Linked DNA regions of Macaca mulatta: all the other regions are linked to region 2. A link is a contact called in public Hi-C data. All regions are on one chromosome and are shown on one strand. The core of a region is the stretch at or near the end of the contact, and the rest is flanking DNA. Distances in the headings are between cores, read along the strand shown.

Region 1 (2,700 bases), core at 30-2,529, 180 kb before region 2:
GGGGGGATAATGGAAATGTTCTTAAATTATAGTGATGGTTGCAAATGGTTTTAAAATTACTGAAAATCATTGAATGGTGTACTTCAAATGAGTGAATTTTATGGCATGTAAAGAAACTTTTTTAAAAAACACAGCTAAAAACTTAGGAGACAAGGAAGTATTAAGACTTTGTAATTTGGGAAAACACTTGTGATAAATGACAGTGACTATGTGGTTTTGTGGAATGTATTTCCTTGTACGTACCGTGACAGAAAAGAGGGCAGGTGCCAGCTGCACTGGGCTTGGGGAAGAGTCATTCATTTAATATATATATATTTTTTTCTGAGCATTATTCACACACAGGAGGTTCTCAATGAAAACAAAAATTTACAAAAAGCAACCCTGTTTTCACCTGGGAGCTTATAGTGCAGTGAGGAGACAGACACATCCATAGCTCGTGAGGTGACCAGGGAAGAACAGGAAGAGCGAGGAGGCGATCAGGAGAGGCCTCGCTGTGAAAACCACGCACCCTGCCGACCCCGAGAAGACACGGCCCACGCTGGGAGGGAGAAGCCACGACAAAAGCCCGTCGTCGTGGGTTCGTGCCTGGTGGGTGATGGTGAGGATAGCAGAGGCTGACCCACTTTGAATTTTCTCTCCATGTTTGCTATCTCCAGGGAAAGGAGATAGAGAGGGGAGATGTGGGGGACCCATCGCGTGCAACAGCCTAGGCCACTGCCGGCCGCTGGCTTTGGCGATGAGCGCGGAGCGTTTGGAAGATCTGGCGGGGTAGGGGGGCGCGGGTAGGCTTCCACAGCATCCACGTGGCTGCGGCGTCGCCGACAAGGCCCAGGCGGGGGCAAGATGGTACGAAGCGACCGTTATCCCGTTACAGTCATCCCCGCAAAGATAACAGGAGGCTTGACCCCATGTAGAAGTGTGCGAAGCGGTTGGATTCCGTAAGCGTTTGACCCTAACGGGACTAACGAATTGACAATGGATGTGAGGAAGAGACTGGTCAGAGCTGATGGCGCCTCGGAATGGAGTGGTGGCTGGGATGAGGAAAAGCTCCGAGTGGAGCAATCCTGGGGGAGGCGGAAACTGGGGCTGACTTTCCAGCCGTCCGAGTGCTGCTGAGGCGGCGGCCACCCTGGCGCCTTCCCCCGGCTCGGCCTCTCCGCGCGTACCGCCCCAGGATGTGGCGGGCTGGGAGACTCACGCTCCCGACGTGCTCTGCGGCCCGGCCCGCGCACCCGGGGGCGTGGCCTGCGCGCGCGTGCGTCGTAGCCGATCACTGTGGCGGGGCAGGCGAGGCGGTCGCTTCGAGCGCGCTAGTCAGCTCCCTGAAGGGAGTGACAGCGGTTGGGTGCCCGCGGCCACTTTTGCCTTCCCGGGTAAGTGCGGCGGTGGCGGTTGGCGCCGCCGTCTGAGGGGCGGCTTCCTGGGAGACGAGACGGGGAGAGCACCCGGCAGGCCCGCCTGAGGCGTTTGAGGCTCGCGGGCGTCGCTCCTCAGGCGCGGTTGGTCCGAGCCGGGAGGCGTTCCGTTAAGTTCGGTGCCCGCGGGCACCAGCCGGTGGGGGCTTCGTCGGCTTTGCCGGGTAGGAGGGCGGAGTGTGGGGTTGGTACGGACAGGGAGAGCCGGACGGGGCTAACCTGGACCGCGTCAGCCAGTCCCGGGTGACTGGCTCGAAGCATCCTCCGAGTTGAGAGGGGTCGTCCGGGGCGGCCGGCGGGGCAGCCCCGGCAGCGCGCATTTGCGGAGGGAACGGATCCCGTGCCCGAGCGCCGCCGAGCCCCGCACGCCCGTGAGACCCACTTTGAATTTTCTCTCCATGTTTGCTGCGGTTGTTGACCCGACCCGCTGTAAGACTCGGACTCAACGTTTTTGTTTGCCCCACGACAGCCAACGTAATGCTGTGGACGTAACAGGGCACGAACGTTTGTAACTGAAAGTTGAAGGGGCTGTAGCGTTGGAGGTGATCGCCCAGCCCTTTGAGTAGGAGTTGTCCTAGAACTCCGCCGACCGCCCAGCCCGTGGAGCCGGCGCTCGGGACGCCACTACCACTGGCGTTTCGTGGGCGCAGCACCTCTAGCCGGTCATCTTCACCATCGCCATTGAGGGCACTGAGGCCGGGCCAGTCTTGAAGCCCTGCCCTCTCTGAACTTAAAGCCAGAGATGAAAACCCAGACGACAGTGGCCCGGCGCGGTGGCTCACGCCTGTAATCCCAACACGATGGGAGGCCGAGGCGGGTGGATCACCTGAGGTCAGGAGTTCAAAACCAGCCTGGCCAACATGGGGAAACCCTGTCTCTACTAAAAATACAAAAATTAGCCGGGCGTGGTGGCGCCCATCTGTAATCCCAGCTACTCAGGAGGCTGAGGCTGGAGAATCGCTTGAACCCAGGAGGCGGAGGTTGCAGTTCGCCGAGATTGCGCCACTGCACTCCAGCCTGGCGGACAGAGCAAGATTCTGTCTCAAAAAAACACACCCAGACGACCTAGAGCAGATTGCTTGGGGATTGTATTATGGGGCATTTTCCGTGTTTCTGAAGAAAAGCAGCATGTGTGCACCAGCCGTGAAGAACACACTGTGCATCGTGAAGTCTGAAAAATACTAAAGCAGACCGGGAGGTGGCAAACGCATTGGGTTCCTAACGGTTTGGGAGGCCAAGGCAGGGGATATCGCTTGAGCCCGGGAGTTCAAGACCAGCCTGCGAA
Region 2 (2,700 bases), core at 127-2,626:
GAGGAGGATGAGTGTTTAGTGTAGAAAGGAGGATAAGATAGCACGAGGCTGATCAACGAGAGATCAGCATACAGTAGGATTAGTCAGGGATGCTGGGAGATGGATCCTGAACAATAGTGAAATTTATTACTGGATTTCAGCAAAGGGCTAAATGTACAAAAGTTAAACTTTACAGACTTTAAACAGAATGCTTTCAACGAGAGACAACATACTTTAAAAAAAAAAAAAAACTACCTTCTGGTATGATACCCTGAATCTACAGATTTTAAAGTTGCTTAAGGCAAAACTAAGTAATTTTTAAACACCGTTTTATGCTTTCAGGTTTAAAAAAAAAAAAAAAAAGTCGCATCATTTCATAAGGTCTGAGAGGCTCACCAAAACCAAACCTAACTGAATTCTCCTTATGTAAACGAAGACTAAGCCACAAGATTCAATGACCCTAAGCAAATACGCTGCAGAAGATCGTTTAAAAATAGAATACACAAAACTACCACAGGAAACAATTCCGGAAGCGGACTGGGTTATCTTCTGGAAACCCAGCTTTCGTGCTTAAAGACAAGCTATTCTTCCCCAAACCAAAGCTCCCGATCCCTAAACATTAAGTTCTCATGTCACTTGCCTATCTGGTGTCCCCACCCCACCCCAATGATAAAAGCTGTAAAATTCTCTTTAAAAACGTCAGGCAGGGACCAGTGTCCGAGGCACGAGGGGTCTGCAGAGGAAGGCGGCGTGGAGGGAAGGAGCCTCTGGGGGTCCGGCCTGGCAGCGCCGAAGCGAGAAGGAAGGGGGGTCCCTGGGGCCAAAGGCGGACCCAGGCTCCCCCTAGCCAGCCGCGCCGGGCACGCTGCTTTTGTTGGGCCGGGAACACGGCCCAACCTGGGGTCCAGGCCCTCGCCCGCCCAGCGACCCTGGCACGGTGCGCCGTTAGTACCCTTGGCGGGCGCCGGTCCCTCCAGCGCCCGGCTCTGACCTCTGCCCACCCCAGTGCTGCCCACCCAGGCCCGGACTCGGCCGCAGAGCGGGGCTTTGGCATGCCGGGCTCCGAAGCTGTGTCCCCACCCGCGTCCCCGGCCGCCCGCGCCTCCACGCCCGGGCTCTCGGGGGCTGCCTCACCTGCATGCCCGGAGCCCCCGGGTCCACCCCCGTGTCCAGGACGGCGATGAGTACCCCCCGCCCGTCATACTCCGGGTAGCGGCAGAGGAAGGAGGCGGCTCCGGTCTCCTTCTTCGGCAGGAGACCGTGAAAAGGGAAGGGCTCCTCAGTCGCAGCAGTGGCCATGGACGCAGGATGGAGGACGAGGAAGCGGCAAACTGCCAGGCTGCGCGCGGACTAGCAGCGCGAGGACACCCGTGCGGCCTCGGGCCGGAGGCGGGGGCGAGGGGCGGGGTCGGCCCCTCTCCCACCAATCCCGACCTGCCAAGGAGCGGTGGCCAATCACGTACTACTACGTAAGCCAACGGCGCCGCTCTCAGGAGCTAGGCCCGAGTATTGCCCGGGCTGCAGTGAAGGGGGCGGAGTCTGAGGCTATTACTGGAGGGTTCGGATCTCGAACCTGGGGTCCTAAAGAGGCCCGCGCTTGGGGTTTTAGGCAACAGCAGGCCTCTAAGCAAAGAGTCCTGGTGTCTCGGACCGAAACACTCCCCGAGAGACGGGCAAGGAGATAGACCGCCAGCCAGGAATAGTGGGAACCCTTCGCTGGGCAAACGATAGTTTCCAAACTTAAGGTTGTGGATGAAACTTTTCGGTGCGGCTGCTGCAGGGGCCCCAGACCCGGGGTGCTGACCCGAGGCGAGGGAGCCGGCGCACGCACGCTTAGCTGCTAAGGAGCCCGCGGTGTCGGCGAAAGCTCCGGACATGAACTTGGAAGGTCGCAGGTTAAGGGGTGTAGGCTTTGGGTTCCCCTGTGTTGTTATGCGCCTTTGATGGGGGTGAGGTGGTGAGGGGGAGCAATAGGGTGGAGACAGGCAATAGTTTCAGTCAACAGGAAGTGAGTTGTTGGCCATTCCGTCGCCTTTGTAGCCAGTAACAAAGCACGAGACTGAAATGGGCCCCTCCTATCTGCTGATCCTTACCTTCCAGGATTTCTGAAAAACATCTTTTTTTCCCCCTCTTACACTGAAGTTTCTGATTGCTCTTTACGGCTCTCCACTCAATTATAGAGCCATAATTTGTAGTTTTCCAAACTCACAGTGCCTGCTGTCAGTTGCTGCAAGCTGCACAGTGGTCCTCTAATGATCTTTATGTCTATGCTCATGCCAGGGTAATCTTAGCCTTTTATTGTGCCAAAGACCCCTTTGGCAATTTGGTGAGGCCTATTTCTCAAGCAGTGTTTTAAAATGCATACAATGAAATATATAGGATTACCCAAGAAATAAATTATATTTAAATGCTGTTATCAAAAATAGTAAAGGCAGTTTTGTTATATAACAATAGCTTTACATGTGGTATATAGTTACAGGTGTGCTTCTTTTTCATTAAATAACAGGAGCTAGGGCCAAGGCTAATAAACTACCATAACTTCAAAACAATGAAGAATATAATTATTTGGAGATAGCAGTGAAAACTGCACTATGATGAACTGATTTTTATTGGTAATGTAACAGCAAATGCTACCCTGGTTTTGCCTACATTCATACTTGATGTGAAAAAAATTAAGAGGTTTGTATCTTTTTTCTACAGAAGTTTTTGAACCCCTTGGAT
Region 3 (2,700 bases), core at 33-2,532, 250 kb before region 2:
ACACTCAAAAAAAAAAAAAAAAAGACTACGTAACAAAGAAAAAGATCAAAATTTCAAAAACAGTATCACGTTTTGCTAATGCAAAAAGAATTTAATTCCAATGACAAACAAAACCAGCCAAACATGTACAAAAACAACAGTCCTTAAAAAGTCAATTTTTAAAAAAATGGTAAAACACCTGTCCACACTACCCTTCCTCTAAGAAACATAAATGGGGCAAGACTCAAGCAAAACTAATGGTCGAAATCTACTCTTCTCTCCATACTGACCTCCCGGACGGGATAATAACTTTAAGATTTACTGTATTACTCGCGCTAAACTTCTCTCATTTAGGTAATTTATTTATTCCTCATTCCAATCCTGTGTGTAGATACTATCACCACCTCCACTTTGCAGATGAGAGAATTAAAGCAGAAAGGAACATAAAGCACTGCCACAAAGAGACAAACCAGGATGCACAGGCCGCTAAGACTGCAAAGCTGGGGAAAGCAGACTGGGCGGCCCTCCTCATCACCCGATTCCGCACTCAACCTACCACGGATCAAAAATATTTGCGGTGGAAAAAAATAAATAAATAAAACATACCAATAAAAACTACAAAAATTTTAAAAATACAGTATAACAACTATTTACAGATCACTTACATTGCATTCGGTATTACAAGTAATCTAGAAGCGATTTAAAAGATTACGGGAGGCAGTGCATAGTTTATATGCAAATACCACGCCATTATATAAGGGACTTGAAGGAACTTGAACATCGCGGTATGGGGAGGGGGGGCTGGAACCAAAGCCCCGGGGATACCGAGGTACGACTGTACTTAGAAACCCTAGTGACAGGGATTCTATAGCGACCCCGACCCCGACCCAAGACCGTCATCCTGCAGATGCTACTCTGTGCCCAAGGCAGAGCCCCGCGAGGAATCCAGCCCCGAATCCCTGCACCCCAAGTCCCAACGCGGCGTTAAGGATACCAACAGCCAGGATCTTCCCTTCCAGTGCCTCGGGGCTGACCTGACGCCCAGAGCACTCCAGCAGCTTCCAGAGCCCCTGGACCCCCATGAGGCGGCTGAGTCCTCAGAGCGGACCCAACAACTTCTACTCTAATTCTTCTACGACGGGCTATACCGCCGCCTAGGACCCTGGGAGGAAGCCCTCCCTGCTCCTACACAGGAAAGATGGCAAATAATACAGAAGCCACGATTTTCCAGGGCGGGGGAAAGCACTAACGGGAGCGCATTACAGGGGAGAGACTCCGGCTGCAACACGTCCCAGCTGCTGTCACCGCCTCCCGGAAGAAAGACAGGTCCAGAGAATGGCCGTTGGTGGGGAGGGGCAGGGCGTCGCTTCGCCAGCGCTTAGGCCCAAACGTCTGCGCCTCTAATGGAAGACCGGGGTGACAGGGCCACGCAGGCGACGGAAACAGCCAGAAGATGTCTCTGCGACACCGTTCGCCTTTGCTGGTGGGTCCGCAAACCCACGAAGAATGGACCCGCTCGGTTTCCGTCTAATACGACGCGCAGGGCGGAAGTCCCGCCTCCGTACCGACGTATATTTTCTGCGCTTGCAGCACTCCGGAAGTGAGAGGTTTAGCTCCAGTGTTGATTTCTTGGTGAGTTGCTACCGCCACGCTGGCATTCTGAAATCGTTAAGCATTAAAACAGTGTGCAAAAGCACCTTCTTGGTTGGGCAACGGGTTTTTGTTTTTTGTTTTTGTGGTCTCACGCTGTCGCCCATACTGGAGTGCAGCGTCGCATTCTTAGCTCACTGCAGCTTGGAACTCCTGCTGCCCTAGCTCAAGCGATTCTCCCATCTCAGCCTCTCAAGTAGCTGGGACCGCAGGCGCGCACCACTATGCTGGGCGAATTATTTTTGTAGAAACGAGATCTCCCTGTGTTGCCCAGGCTGTGAGGTGACGATTTTCTACGCGCTTTTTTAGTATCGGTTTCTCACCTTTGCGCCGCCAGTTGTGAAGACACTTAACACTAAATGTTGTTTTACACGTGAAGAGACAACCGAAAGGTGGATGCCTTCTTGGTTTTGTACTATTTATTTGTATGCTAGCACGTAGTAACCAAAGAGTAATAAAATTTAAATCCTGTGAAAATGTTGGGGTCCCAACATTACTGAACAAAAGGAAAAAGTCAAGCTGGGAACTGCTCAGGGCAAAACTTGCCTCCCATTCTAGTCAGACATTCCTCTGCTAACTGAGATAGACGCATATTCTGATTACCTCCCTCATCTACCTGTGACCTGGAAGCCCTTCGTGCTTCCGAGTTGTCCCCACCTTTCTGGAAGGAACCAGTGTACTTACATATATTGATTGATGTCTCCTGCCTCCCTAAAATGTATAAAACCAAGCTGTGCCCCAACCACCTTGGGCACCTGTCATCTGGACTTCCTGAGGCTGTGTCACAGGTGTGCTTCCTTAACATTGGCAAAATAAACTTTCTAAATTAATTGAGACCTGTCTCAAATTTTGGGGGTTCACAAGCCTTAATCCTTGACATAATAGTTTAGTTTTCTTCGGCATCTAAAATTTATAATGCCACGACTTGTAGATCAGAAATGACTAGAAATCAATTAACAGAGTAACCCCAGGAAAGGCCACAGCTCTGGAACCCTCAGGCCAAGATTCAAATCCCCCCATCATGCCTCCCTATGGTCTTACTAAAGTCACAATTTTCCAGAATTTGTATCC

The links. A called contact is a pair of places that touch in the nucleus more often than the background predicts.
Region 1: a contact with region 2 is called in a Hi-C map of fetal cortex germinal zone, with 2.2 times the contacts expected there. The contact joins the promoter of TEX30 here to the promoter of TPP2 in region 2. A contact is called at or near these places in 3 of 14 Hi-C or Micro-C datasets (cortical neurons, fetal cortex germinal zone and fetal cortical plate).
Region 3: a contact with region 2 is called in a Hi-C map of liver, with 4 times the contacts expected there. The contact joins the promoter of ERCC5 here to the promoter of TPP2 in region 2. A contact is called at or near these places in 6 of 14 Hi-C or Micro-C datasets (CD4 T cells, blood, cortical neurons and 3 more).

The regions. Positions count from the first base shown.
Region 1 is chr17:97,400,306-97,403,005 of T2T-MMU8v2.0, reverse strand. TEX30 (testis expressed 30) reads left to right here and starts at 1,279. Exons shown (of 6, transcript NM_001266631.1): 1 at 1,279-1,373.
Region 2 is chr17:97,218,207-97,220,906 of T2T-MMU8v2.0, reverse strand. TPP2 (tripeptidyl peptidase 2) reads right to left here and starts at 1,376. Exons shown (of 29, transcript XR_003724179.2): 1 at 1,114-1,376.
Region 3 is chr17:97,469,479-97,472,178 of T2T-MMU8v2.0, reverse strand. ERCC5 (ERCC excision repair 5, endonuclease) reads right to left here and starts at 1,282. Exons shown (of 15, transcript XM_001096257.5): 1 at 974-1,282. The coding sequence starts at 1,061. LOC144336180 (a long non-coding RNA gene) reads left to right here and starts at 1,549. Exons shown (of 2, transcript XR_013407720.1): 1 at 1,549-1,611.